2 separate regions of the Ovis aries genome follow, and region 2 is linked to region 1. A link is a contact called in public Hi-C data. All regions are on one chromosome and are shown on one strand. The core of a region is the stretch at or near the end of the contact, and the rest is flanking DNA. Distances in the headings are between cores, read along the strand shown. Region 1 overlaps TTLL5 (tubulin tyrosine ligase like 5). Region 2 holds the start of TGFB3 (transforming growth factor beta 3).

Region 1 (6,931 bases), core at 2,731-5,230:
TCCTGGGTCGTCCCCTTCTCCTCCTGCCCCCAATCCCTCCCAGCATCAGAGTCTTTTCCAATGACTCAACTCTTCGCATGAGGTGGCCAAAGTACTGGAGCTTCAGCTTTAGCATCATTCCTTCCAAAGAAATCCCAGGGCTGATCTCCTTCAGAATGGACTGGTTGGATCTCCTTGCAGTCCAAGGGACCCTCAAGAGTCTTCTCCAACACCACAGTTCAAAAGCATCAATTCTTCGGCACTCAGCCTTCTTCACAGTCCAACTCTCACATCCATACATGACCACAGGAAAAACCTTGGCCTTGACTAGATGGACCTTAGTCAGCAAAGTAATGTCTCTGCTTTTGAATATGCTATCTAGGTTGGTCATAACTTTTCTTCCAAGGAGTAAGCGTCTTTTAATTTCATTTTCATCAAGAGGCTCTTTAATTCATCTTTGCTTTCTGCCACAAGGGTGGTGCCTCTGCATATCTGAGGTTATTGATATTTCTCCCAGCAATCTTGATTCCAGCTTATGCTTCTTCATCCAGCCCAGCATTTCACACGATGTACTCTGCATATAAGTTAATAAGCAGGGTGACAGTATACAGCCTTGATGTACTCCTTTCCCAATTTGGATCCAGTTTGTTGTTTCATGTCCAGTTCTAACTGTTGCTTCTTGACCTGCATACAGATTTCTCAGGAGGCAGGTCAGGTGGTCTGGTATTCCCATCTCTTTCAGAATTTTCCACAGTTTGTTGTGATTCACACAGTCCAAGGCTTTAATTAACAGTCAATGAGCAGATTTTTTTCTTGAATTCTCTTGCTTTCTGTATGATCCAGTGGATGTTGGCAATTTGATCTCTGGTTCCTCTGCCTTTTCCAAACCCAGCTTGCACATCTGGAAGTTCTTTGTTCATGTACTGTTGAAGCCTGGCTTGGAGAATTTTGAGCATTACTCTGCTAGCATGTGAGATGAGTATAATTGTGTGGTAGTTTGAGCATTCTTTGGCATTGCCTTTCTTTGGGATTGGAATGAAAACTGACCTTTTCCAGACCTGTGGCCACTGCTGAGTTTTCCAAATTTGCTGGCATATTGAGTGCAGCACTTTCACAGCATCATCTTTTAGGATTTGAAATAGCTCAATTGGAATTCCATCACCTCCACTAGCTTTGATGCTTCCTAAGACCCACTTGACTTTGCACTCCAGGATGTCTGGTTCTAGATGAGTGATCACACCATCAAGATTATCTGGGTATGAAGATCTTTTTCGTGTAGTTCTTCTCTGTATTCTTGCCTCTCCTTATCTTCTGCTTCTGTTAGATCCATACCATTTCTGTCCTTTATTGTGCCCATCTTTGCATGAAATGTTCCCTTGGTATCTCTAATTTTCTTGAAGAGATCTCTAGTCTTTCCCATTCTATTGTTTCCCTCTATTTCTTTGCATTGATCACTTAGGGACGCTTTCTTATCTCTCCTTGCTATTCTTTGAAACTCTGCATTCAAATGGATGTATCTTTCCTTTTCTTCTTTACCTTTCACTTCTCTTCTTTTCTCAGCTATTTGTAAGGCCTCCTCAGACAACCATTTTTCCTTTTTTGCATTTCTTTTTCTTGGGGATGGTCTTGATCACTGCCTCCTGTACAGTGTCACAAACCTCCATCCATAGTTCTTCAGGCATGCTGTCTATCAGATCTAATCCCTTGAACTTATTTCTCACTTCCACTGTATAATTATAAGGGATTTGATTTAGGGCATACCTGAATGGTCTAGTGGTTTTCCCCACTCTTCAACTTAAGTCTGAATTTGGCAATACGGAGTTCGTGATCTGAGCCACAGTCAGCTCCCAGTCTTGTTTTTGCTGACTGTATAGAGCTTCTGTATCTTCGGCTGCAAATAATATAATCAATCTGATTTCGGTATTGACCATTTGGTGATGTCCATGTGTAGAGTCTTCTCTCGTGTTGTTGGAAGAGGGTGTTTACTGACTCTCCCAGGTAAAATGTGTACATTTCAACTGAAATCAAGGTAGACAGGCCCAACAAATAAGTGTATTTATGGGGCAATGGGTCAGATTACTTCTAGAAATTTTAAGTATATAATAGTGAGTAGGACTGAAGCAATCTCTATCTTCATGGAGCTCACATTCTAGCAAGGATGACAGATGTTAAGTTCACAGCTACCCCATAGTCCCATAGTCCCATAGGTTTTGGTAGTGGCTTTCCTGGTGGTCCAGTGGTTAAGCCTTCATGCTTCCACTGCAGGGCATGCAGGTTTGACCCCTCAGAAGTTCTGCATGCCATGAGATGCAGTCAAGGAAAAAAAAATTTTTTAAGAAAAATATATATAATTTTGGTAAATGCAATGAAAGAATGACAAAGCTGTAAGAACCTGTAGCAGGAGGAGCTGGCATAGTCTGGAGGGCATCAGACCAGTGAAAGAGTTTCTAAAGCAAGCAGCTGGGGAGCCTGTGCTGGAAGAATCTAAAATACTCTGTCCTATCTCTTGTCAAAACTTGGTGTGAGGGAAGGTACCTCTATATGTGGTTTCTCAACCTTGGCACAGCTGACATCTTGGACTAGAATATTCTTTGGGGGCACTTTGCAAGGGCACTGTGGGAAAGGCTTAGCACCATTCCTGGCCTCTACCCACTAGATGCCAGCAGGCCCCACAGTTGTAACAACCACAAATATCTCAGCATCACCAAATGTCCCTTGCTGGGAGGGTGGGGATAGAGGGCTAAATCCACCCCTACTCTCTCCCCCAGTTGAGAACCACTGTTGCACATAAATTTTTTTTTATGTCTTTGCTTATGATTTATCTAAGTCAATACCAGAAATTTAATTTACTCATTCAGTAAACAAGTAATCTGTTGAGTGCTTATTAGGTGCAGGCATTGTGATAGTTGCGGGCGGAAGTGGGGGGGGACACAGTCATGATCCAAGCCTGTGTTTTCTTGAAGCTGTGTTCTAGTGGGGAGAAATGTACAATCAATTTTAAAACACATAACACTTCAGAAGAAGAAAGTTCTTTCTGATAAGATGACATCTGAACTTGAAAGAAGTCTTAAAAGAAGCCAGGGTGGGGGCAACCCCAGAAGCAAGAGGCAGCGCCCCTGAAGGGCAGTAGTTGACCTCACCTTTCTGTCTTCAGGTCTAACCAAGCCGCTTGTGTTTCAGAGGGGCCTCCGCAGAAGGGCAGCTGAACGGACTCCAGAGCAGCCTCAACTCTGCAGCCTTTGTGCCCATCACCAGCTCCACAGGTTAGTCTGCGGGGGCGCAGTGGGGAGGGACTGGGCCCACCCTTCTCTCCTCTGCCTCTGAGGAGAGCTCCCGTTCAGAGAACAAAGCCTCTCAGGCTTCTGAAGTGTTGGCAAATGGGCATGTGGTCGCTCTCTTCTTTCAGATGATACATTTTAGGGTGAAGTGGTTTTTCTGCGCTTAGTTTGGGGTAGATGAAATTTCCCAGTCTGGCAGAGTGTTACCAGATTTGCAGCATTTAGTAAAAATTGCCTGTATTTGAAAAAACTTGCCAGTGTTTCACCATTTATGTGATGTTTCCACACGTAGTATTAGCATCTTACATTAAATCCTCACTGCAGCCCTGTGAGGTATACCATTGTCCCCTCCACGTGAGCAGAGGCTCAGAAAGTGGAGAGACCTGTGGGAGCTGATCCGTGGGTGCAGATCTGGAGCTGTGGTCCGGGCTGCGTCCTGCCTGCTAACATCACGGTCTTGCCAGGTAGCAGCTGAGGGCCTCAAGCCTCTCACCATATAAGGCAGCACTGGCCCGGGGATAGCTTCCTGTGAGTAGCACTTCCTGCACTCATAAGTCGTCAGAAAACTGAAAGCAAATCCACTATTCGATTCAACAAGTATTTATTTTTGAACACCTCCTGTGGGGAAAGTAGCATGCTGGGCAACTGAGACATATGAAGAGTGAACTAGGCCTTCCCTGCGGTCAGGAAACTTAGAGGCTCAGGGAGAGGGAGGTTGACGGGATGTGGCTGCAGGAGGGAGTGCCAGGCACTGGGGACACAGAGAATAATAGTAGACAGTGTTGCTGTGTGTCAGGCACACTTCTGAATGCTTCACATGTCATAACTCATCTGTTCACAAAGCACACGTGTAATATGGGAGCTGTATTCCCTGTTTTACAGCTGAAGAAATAAAGGCACAGACAGATTATGAACCATAATCCAAACTCCCACAGTTGGTCAGTGGTGGAGCAGTATTTGAACCCAAGCAACTTGGCCCAGGCTCTTTAGGGATAGAAGAGGGCTTCCTAGAGGAAGACGCATCTAAACTGGGGTCTGACTGTGACAGGTCAGCCGGGAGAGGGGCGGCCTGGGGTGGAAGGAGGTCCAAGAAGAGAGACCAGTGTGGGCAAAGGCCAGTGAGGAAAGGGGGCTGGTGGTGAAATGGTGCTGTGTTCTGGGGGACCCCCTGTATCAGTGTGGCTAGGAACTAGGGCCTCTGAGCAGGGGGCTTAAGGGCAGGGTGCAAGGGTGTATGTGTGTGATACAATACACCTTAAAATGATGACAAGATTGTTAAGGAATCTGGTTCATTTGCCTATATCATGGGGATAATTATTAATACATATACCTCATAGGCTTACTATATAGAGAGGAAGGCTCTATAACTGCACCCAAGTCAGATAATAATATGAAAAGAGTATAGATTTTGTTTTCCACTTAAACTCTTCAAACCTAAATTCAAGAAATAGTTGATGGGTATATAACTCCCCCCACTTTCCCCCTAAAAAGAACTCCTAGAACATGGTAGTTATTTTTAAGGAGGTTAAATTTCCACCTGGAACTCTTATGGCCTGAGAAGTGGGAGGTTAAGAGAACCATGGCCTTACCTGGAATGATTTCCATGAGATAGAGCTCTTAGAGCCTCGGCAGCTCTTCAGATTTGCTGAGGCTGGAGAAGTTTACAAAGCTTAGGAGATCCAGGAAACCTGCCTATTTCATCTGCGTGTTTTTGATACATTAAGTATGAAACTGAACTCTTTGCATGCACTCTGGCTGAGGAAGTTGGAAATTTGAGCGACCAGGCGGGTCACACTTCCAGCATCTTGATCACGAAGTAGTGTTGACTGACTGTTGACGGTTCTTAGAAGTTTCTGTAACAGTTGTACTGAATTTGGTATTGCTGTAAAACCACAGGACAAGGGGAGGTTGTACTCCTGGTTCTCCTAAGCTTCAGTTATCTATGAATACGTCTCTCCATGCTTCTAACTGAAGATGAGTGTGTTGTCTTCCCGCCTTGTTTACATGGCCTTCTGCGGACTGCTTTTGTCTCCAAATGACTCTGGGCCTCTAAAGTCCTTTGAATTTGTTCTCTTCCATGACTGCCTTGGGGTTCTTGATCCTTAGAGAAATGCTGATGAATGTGCAGTAACTAAGGTTCAGGCATTTTCCAGACTTCCCAATAAATGTTTTACCTTAGCAATATAATAATAACTAAATAACTACCTGGCACTTCAGTGTTTCACCCACAAATTATCTGTTTTTCTCTGTTACACGTAGATTTAAAGGCATTATTCTGGGGGTTCAGAAGCACATCCTATAAAAAGGAGGAGGTTAGGCTGCTATTAAAAGCATTTTTCTTTAAACCCACAAGAAGGGAGAACAATCCCCATAATAAGTCAGAAGGTTTGCACATCTCTCCAAGAGTTGGGAAGTTTTCCTGTTCAGGGCTCACTAAACTGCCTGTAAAAGGTGTTTTAGCTCCTGTCTGGTCCAGTTAACTCAGTGATTGAGTCCATGAATGTAGCAAAAGTCTGCTTCCTGACCTCTTGTCCCTTCCCCAAGTCTAGCGAACCAGGCCTTTACGCTGTGTGACCCTGTTCGTCAGGCCGTCTGAACAAGATAGCAGTTCATCCCAGGGTGCTGTTGAAAAACCACTCAAAAGTCCTTTCCCATTGACGGTGGCCTAGTGACATTCTTTTTGTTCTCAACGTTAAATGAGGTAGTGAACGTGAAAGCTCTTAGCAGAGTGCCTGGAATGCTCCGTGAATGTTACTTTTCCTGACTTCCCTACCTCCAGCTATATTCTGCGTGTGCTATAGAAGGGAAGGTGTAGAGTCAGCAGATTTGGAAATTTGAGAAGGAAGCTGGAATGAGGGCCTTTGGCTCAAAGCCAAAGCCACTGGCCCTCCTCCTTTATAAGCATGGTGTTCTTCTTGAGTTCCGAAGTGGTGATGGTGAACGAAAATAGCAGAGCGCAACAGATTAGATAACTGGCATTTCTCTCATGCTGATCTGATGGTGCAAACTACCATTGTTGTAGGGCCTGAAGCCATACCAGCTGCCTTCACCCCTGTCCCTTCGCTTCCCCCCATGCTTTTCTTGTCCTGGAGCCCAGCCTCCATATACACTCCCCCAGGCTTTTTTTTTTTTAAAGCTCTTGTAGATCTCTAGTCAGAGAAAGGAACCTTACCTGGCCTTTTGAACACCAGTGCTGGGTTTCATTTACAAGTAGTGAAGCAGTGTCCTCTGCTAAGCATTGGTCATGTGGGGCCCTGGTAAAATTCTGTGTTGCTTTATGCTTTTTGCATGGGGACAGGCAGCAGCGCCTCAGTGTGCCTCTGCCTGCCTGCTTTGTTGTCTCTGGGACAACAAGAGAAAGGAACTTATTTCAATATACAATAAAGCCAGTGGAAGTCAAACCCTAAGGATCTAGAAATCACTTTGACTTTCAAATGAAATTACTTGCCTGGCCGCTCTCGGCAGGATGACCTATTTTTCACTCTCAGACTCTTGTTCTTTTCACATGCATTGTACAGTTAGTGGAGATCCAGGGTGGCTTTGGAGTATAATAAATTAATAAAAATAAACAAACCCTTGAGATTCTTGCCATAGTGTCTTACACACTTCACTGCTCCCAAAACGTTGTTCTCTCCCCAGAGCCAGAGGGACAAGAATTTGGGTTTATTACCCAC
Region 2 (7,072 bases), core at 304-2,803, 81 kb after region 1:
TCCCAGCGGCACTGGGCTCTGAGCAGAATGGCTCTGCCTCCCCCTCCTCACCCACCCAGCCCCAGCTGCGCATCGCACCTCGTGTGTCCCCCAATCCCTGGTGCGGGGCATACCAGGGGCACCCTCCCCTGTGGTCATCGCTAGGCACCCCCCCTCCTCTTTGGAGCTCCCCACCCCAGCTCAGACCCTCCAGAGCAGACACCCCCAGCAGGGAATCGGGACTCACTGTGCTCCTCCAGCCCCTGGATCATGTCGAATTTATAGATTTCTTTGGCATAATACTCCGACTCGGTGTTTGCTTGCGTGCAGACGTCTCCCCTCTCCCCATGCACCTCCTCCAGCAGCTCTCGGGTGCTGTTGTAAAGATCCAGGACCTGGATGGGGATACTGGCCAACCCGGATGGATCGGGGGGACTGGTGAGCCTGAGTTTGCTCAAGATCTGTCCCCTAATGGCTTCCACTCGCTTCCTCTTGATGTGGTTGAAGTCCAAGGTGGTGCAAGTGGACATGGAGAGGCTGACCGTGGCAAAGTTCAGCAGGGCCAGGACCACCAGAGCCCTCTGCAAGTGCATCTTCAGGCAGGGGCCGGGGAGAAAGGCCGCAAGGCCTGGCAGGAGGAGACCCCGGCAGTCGTGCAGAAGGAGGGAGGAAAACCAGGCGGCCTCCCTAGATCCCGAAGACTGAGGCTTGGCAAGAAGGTGCATGAACTCACTGCACTGCGAGAGCTTCAGGACTTCCAGGAAGCGCTGGCAACCCTGAGCGCGAAGAAGCCGACTGTGTGCCGTGAAGCTCTGGGTTTCTTCTCCATGTGTCTAAACAGGTTCTGCTGGGCTCTGACTTCTAGCAGGCCAGGTGGAGGGCAAAGCAGAGGGCTGGGAGGGGTGGCAAGGCAGCTGGGAGTGGGAAGGGAGCTGGAGTTTTTCCTTAGGTAAAAATAAATAGAGCGGATATCTGATATTGCCAAACGCCGCTTGGCAATGGGGAGAAAGTGGGTAATTTTAAAGAAGGAGCAGAAGGACCATGGCTGGGTCCCCAAATCAAAATCCTTGCCTTGCCCTGAAGGAGAGTAAGAAAAGAGGATGGAAAAGAAAAGAGAAAAAAATTATTAAAAAATAAAAATCACCAGTGAGTAGGTGGGGAGAGGCAGGGCTAGGCGGCTGCTGGCCCAGCTCAAGGTGGGGCACCGCGCAACACACGCTTGTCTCTCAGGCACACCATTCATGCTTTCTCTTTTGTTTACACTTCCTGGGGAGGGGGGGCTTTCTAAATGACTTTGTTCACGCTGCCTCTCATCTTCATTGGCTGGGATGTGGGCTTATGTTTGCAATTGGAAGGCAGCGGGGTACAGCCCCTGGAGAGCATCCCCAGTTAATCCACTTGGACGCCCAGGTCACCAGCACCTCGTCTTCTCCCTCGGCCTCTGCTTCTGTTCCCTGATTCTCTTTAAAAAATAAAAAAGAAAAGAAAAGACAAATAAAATAGAAGACAGTTCACTGCACGCCTCCTCCGGAAAGCTGTTATTCCTTGTTTCTCAGGCTTCTTCCCCTATCTCTCGCCTCTCTTGCTCATGCCCTTGGACTTGGCTTTCGGATTCCCTCCCTTTCTCTCCCTCCAGCTTCTCTCTGCCTCTCCCTCTCGCTCAAGCTCCTCTCCCCCTCTCTCTCTCGCACACACTCACATGCACACACACTGCTTTCTCTATTTCTCTCTGCTGAAATTTTATACCTCCCTCCCATGACGTTTCTGGCCCCGGGGCGGGGGGCGGGGGGGGTGGTGAGCGGCGAGGAGGGGGCGAAGAGAGGTGGAGAGTGGAGTGGGTGGGGGGAGGGACCCGAGCACCACGCAGGCTCCTTTGCTGCATGATTTTAATGTTTTAAACAGGCACAGGAAAAGCCGAGCCCATTTGAAAAATACTTTGCGAGTCCCGCTCGATCGACGTGGTAACTGAACTTTTTCTCTCCCCCCTCCCCCCCCCCCCGCCCCCCCCCCCCCGCCCCTTGGAGTCACTCCGGCTACACGTTGACTGTTTTTCTGGAAAGTTACGGCCGATGAATCCCCTCCCCTCTTTCTCCCTCAATTCCTTCGCCCTCTCGCCAGCTGTCAGGAGGTCCTCTCCTCGGCGGGTCTCTTGCTCCCTCCTAGACTCACCACCACCCCCCACCCCAGTCCCCCGTCCCCCGGCCTGGCAGGACCCCGGGCAGGGGCCTGGGCACGGGCGCCGTGCCCACCCCTCCGGGCTCGGGTGGGAGAGGTTGACGCCCGGCCTCGGACCGGGATTGGAGTTGGGTTCAGCCCCGCAGTCCCGGCCCCGACTCTTCATTGACAAGACTGTGGAGTCGGGTGGCTCCCGGAAGCTTGGAGATGCTCCAGGGGCCTTGAAAAAGGGGTGGCGTTTTCCGGCAGACCGAGGGTGCCCCCTGGCGAGGCGAGACCGCCAGTGACAGAGGCTCGGTGGGTCGGAGCCGCGAAGGTCTGGAGGGCTGGATCGGGGGAGGCTAGATGGGGAGAGGGCTGGATGGGAGGGAGCTTGGGGCGGGGGAGGTGTAGGGAGGAGCAGGAGGGCTGGGAGGCGGGCGGGGGGGGCGGAGGCTGGGGGGAGCTGGAGGGGAGGGCTGGGGGCGTGGGGAGCTGAAGAGAGGGCTGTTGCGGGGGGGAAGTCTGCGGGGGTGGTTGGGGAGGTGTGTGACGCCGGGAACCTGGGGAGAAGGGCTCGAAAGAGGGCGAGGAGAAACAAGACGGGGTGCCCTGGGGAACAGCCTCTCTCTCTCTCCGGGCCCCACGTGCGCACACGGGCACCTCTCCCTTCGCCGAGCCCCGCTCGGCCGTCGCTCTCGCAGAAATGTCCTCCAGATGTGCGCGGCCTCCCTCCCCGGCCGAGGGTTCCGCGGGGAGCTGCGCCAGCCAGTGCGGAGTCAGCAGTTGGCCCGAGCCCATTTCCCAGATGGGTGAGGGGAGGGTTTTTGGTTGTTTTTTTTTTTTTCCCTCCGCTTTCGTTCCTTCTCTCAGCCTACATTTCTAGGTCTTTTCTCACCATAAGTTTCGGAAGGGCAAACCACAATGCCCGCGCCCTTTCCACCCCACTGCCCACTCACCCCTCCACCACCCCACCCCGCTCCGACATGGTATAATCTCCGAATTGATCGCTTTCCAGGGAATCGGTGCTGCTCCCCGCCACCCGATCCCACTTCGCCTTCCTGACCCTGGATCCCAGGACATTAACGGAAAGGACGTTCTCTGCATCCCCAGGGCTGTGGTTGATCAGCTTAAGTTGAGGAAATGGAGACACAGACCTGTTTAAGAGGCACAGACCTGTTTAAGAGGCTTCACTGCTTGTGAGTGGTGGAGGTGATATTTAACACGGGCTCTCTGGTTTGGGAAGACATTTATTTGCATAAGAAATGAGGGATCCTAGGTGTAAAAAGGTTAAAGTAACTTGCGTTTGAATTACTTTTAGGTCATATAATCAGGGGGAGTCAACACTGAGATTGGGACACAGGAGGTCTATTGCCAATATCTATGCACTTAAATGTGCTGTGTGTAGTCGCTCAGTCCTTTCCAACTCCTTGTGACCCCGTGGACTGTAGCCCACCAGGCTCCTCTGTCCATGGGGATTCTCCAGGCAAGAATACTTGAGTGGGCTGCCCTGCCCTCCTCCAGTGCACTTAAATATTATGCTCTATTTCCTCTGGAATTCAGCTATCATTTGAAAAATATTTTTGACACCTACTATATGCCAGGCACTGTTCTAGGCTCTGTGGAGGCAGCAGTGAATAAAACCAACCAAATCATTCCCTTAAGGACTCTACATTCTAGAAGTGGAGGTAGGACCATGGGGAAGGCAATAACTGAGTTAAAATATGTAAATAATGTGGTGTGATAAAAGGTAAGTGCCATGGTGGAAAATAAACCAGAGAAGACAGAGTGCCCAGGTTGAGGGGATGTTGCAATTTAAAATCAGAGAAGGCCTTACTGAGACCTTTAAATACTTGCAAAATGGGAGGGAAAATTATTAAAGTTATATCCTTCTGGATACCACCTCTACCAATCAGAGTCTACAGGGCAGGGCCCTGACACATGTGTTTTTTAACACACTTCACAGGTGATTCAGGTGCTCTGCAAGGTTTGGAAGCCACTATCCTAGGGCTTCTTTCTGCCTAGAGTGAGCATCTTTTGCTTTCAGGAATTTGGGGAAGAAGTGGGAGTGAAGGTTTGGAAGTGGTGGTGGTGTGGCTATAAAAAGTGAAAAGAAAATAGAAATGGAGTCGGTATTGCTAAAAGAGCTCTCTAAAATGGAACCAGAAGGCCATTAAGGAAGTATGAAGTATGCGAGTCTCAGCCTAGGTAAAACCTAACCTTCTATCCACTGACTGTCCTAATGAAGGCATCCAGAAGATCTGCCAGAAATTCAAGATCCTTATCAGACCCCTATCTTATAATAACTTGTGAAATCCTGTCTACTTATCAGTTGTTTTTTGGTCGCTCAGTTCTGTCTGACTCTTTGCTACCCCAGGGACTACAGCACACCAGGCTTCCCTGTCCTTCACTATCTCCTGGAGCTTGCTCAAACTCATGTCCATTGAGTCGGTGTCCAACCATCTCAACCTCTTTTGGCCCCTGTTCCTCCTGCCCTCAATCTTTCCCAGCATCAGGGTTTTTTCCAATGAATCGGTTCTTCGCATCAGACCCTTACTCTAAAACAACTCTTGATTCCTTAAAGACAAATATTTCCTTTCTTGCATCAGAGAACAGCCTTATGGCCTTTGCCTTTGTGATCTCCTTTCTGTTCCTCTTTCCTAGAACACTCTTGATTTTTACCAGAATCTGTGTCTCCTGAATTGCAATTTTCAGACCCCCACCCCCTCAATAAAACTCTTTATTCTTTGCAGCCTCCATATTGATTACTGTTTGACAGCAATTACAAGAAATGGGGAAATCCTAAGATTAATCCCTTCTTCCTCATCTGGCACCAAGGAAGAAGGGAACAAGGGCTTCACTGAAGCCTATATTTCATCCATCTTGGATCTTTGGCAGTGAATGTTTATTCAGGTTAAAATCTAACAGGGTATTACTCTCACTGAGAATCAGAACTCATGAGTAAAAGGTTTTAGGGGTAATCTCTAAGAGTCACTACAAGGGAGGAAGCTGAGAAAGTTCTGCAGGGCTACACAGGTAGGTATCAGCTGAGCTAGGATGAAGTTTCAATTCTTCTGACATCCAGACAGTACTGTTGCTGTCACGGGCATGCTAGCACATAGCCCTACCCAGTGAACATGTGGATAAATGGTTGGACCTAATCATTTATTAGGGATTGAAGAAATCCTACATTCCAGTTTTAGGGTTGGTAATCCCTCTTACACGTCTTTGCTTTTGAGAAGCCATCTAAAGCCTTATGCCTAGGATGATGCTGGAGACACTTCACTTTCAGGGCCATGAACTCAAGTTCTGGGGTCCCAGCTGGCAGTCCCCAGTACCAAGGATTGGTCAGTGTTATTGAATTAGGGAACCTTATATGTAGAGTCAATGAAGACTCAACTCGATAGTCCCATTAGGCTGGGAATTTGGGGACCATCTTCCTCTACTGGCCCAGGAGACTGGCTGGCACCCAGTAATACATGCCAGAGAAAAACACCAGTAAGACCTGGGGTCAGAAAAGCATGTGGCTCTGCTGCTTAATACTCAGGTGGTTTTCCTCAAGGTACTGTTCTGCACCTCACTGTCTTCAATTGTTGAATAGAAATACTACTTTTGCTCACTTCATGGGGGCTTGAAGGGGTTATTTGTACTTTTGATAGTTATATTTGATGTGTTGGTTCAACTGCTCTGTCAACTTCTTGAAGGCAGAAATTAGGTATATTGCACTTCTCATCATAAGTCATTTATTAGCACCTGACCCTCAGGGTGTCAGTTCAATGGAGATAGTATAACTTATCTTGTCTCCTACAAAGTTGTTATGCATTTTCCATGCACTAATAACTGTGAAGTTCCTCTGTACATTGACAAGAGCTATACACATGAAAAGGATAAGAATAATTACTACTATTAATAGTAGTGCTTTGCACTTTACAACTTACCTATTTGAACAGAGGCCCTGATGCTGGGAAAAATTGAAGGCGGGAGGAGAAGGGGAAGACAGAGGATGAGATGGTTGGATGGAATCACCGACTCAGTGAGTCTGAGTAAACTCTGGAAGTTGGTGATGGACAGGGAGGCCTGGTGTGCTGTGCAGTTCATGGGGTCGCAAAGAGTAGGACACGACTGAGTGACTGAACTGAACAGAGGTAGGCAGTTTCTAAAAACTAAAACTTTTCACTGTCCCACAGGAGCACCCTCATCAGGATTTAATATGTGGAGATTCCTTCCAAATGTCATAAAAGGTAGGTTTAGGAAAGATTTGGTTTAAATTTGAGGATGGCACCTACACTCCAGGAAACAATGAAGCGGACCCTTTAAGTCTTGGAGTGAAAGGGCGGAGCCGTCGTCAGGGACGCGGCTGAGCGTCTGGGTTTCCAGGAAGTGACGTCAGGCAGCCGCAGAGATGGAGGACTTGCTGGACCTAGGCGAGGAGCGGCGTCGCGGCCCGGCCACCTCCGTGAGGACCGACTCGGGGCGGGGATCGGGGCCAAGAATTAGCGGGTGGGGAGGGGCGACCCCGCCGGCTCTGGCTTCCCTGAGCCGCTTCGGCCCAGCCTGTCCCTGGCGCCAGGAGCCAGCAGGCTCTGAGCCTTGCGGGAGAGGAGGCGGCCTCCCTCGCCCCGCCCCTGGGGCAGCGGTGAGCTCCGCTGCTGGCCTAGGGTTTGCTTTCCTTAAAATTCTCAAAGACTGGAAAACAGATCCTGCCCCTGCCGGCCTGTGAGAACGGTGGGAAATTTCCCAGCTTCTCTCCGCTCTCTGGAGCTCCAACTTGCCAACTTCCCAAGGATGGACAGATAGATCTGAGAGTGACTGGAGGTGCCCTGGCGAGGGTCACACTTGCACTCATGCTAGAGCTTTTTCCCTTGGCCATGTCACGCCAGGAGTTGAAGTAAAAACCGTACTGTTTTCAGAGTGGACGAAGGGAAAGGAGTTAGGGAGA

Evidence for each region. A called contact is a pair of places that touch in the nucleus more often than the background predicts.
Region 2: a contact with region 1 is called in a Hi-C map of liver, with 3 times the contacts expected there. The contact joins the promoter of TGFB3 here to the enhancer-like site in region 1. A contact is called at or near these places in 7 of 16 Hi-C or Micro-C datasets (blood, hypothalamus, liver and 4 more).

The regions. Positions count from the first base shown.
Region 1 is chr7:85,350,286-85,357,216 of ARS-UI_Ramb_v3.0, forward strand. It overlaps TTLL5 (tubulin tyrosine ligase like 5), which reads left to right. Exons shown (of 31, transcript XM_060418393.1): 30 at 3,160-3,242. Among named protein-coding and RNA genes, the nearest start is that of TRNAW-CCA, 56 kb to the right of the region's middle. Within about 2 kb of position 3,981, at least 8 of the 54 cell types and tissues checked have an H3K27ac peak or open chromatin away from gene starts, as enhancers often do. A contact at or near this core is called in liver, where this site is marked.
Region 2 is chr7:85,433,404-85,440,475 of ARS-UI_Ramb_v3.0, forward strand. TGFB3 (transforming growth factor beta 3) reads right to left here and starts at 1,554. Exons shown (of 7, transcript XM_004010802.6): 1 at 227-1,554. The coding sequence starts at 704. It overlaps IFT43 (intraflagellar transport 43), which reads left to right and starts at 2,076. Exons shown (of 9, transcript XM_060418410.1): 1 at 2,076-2,451.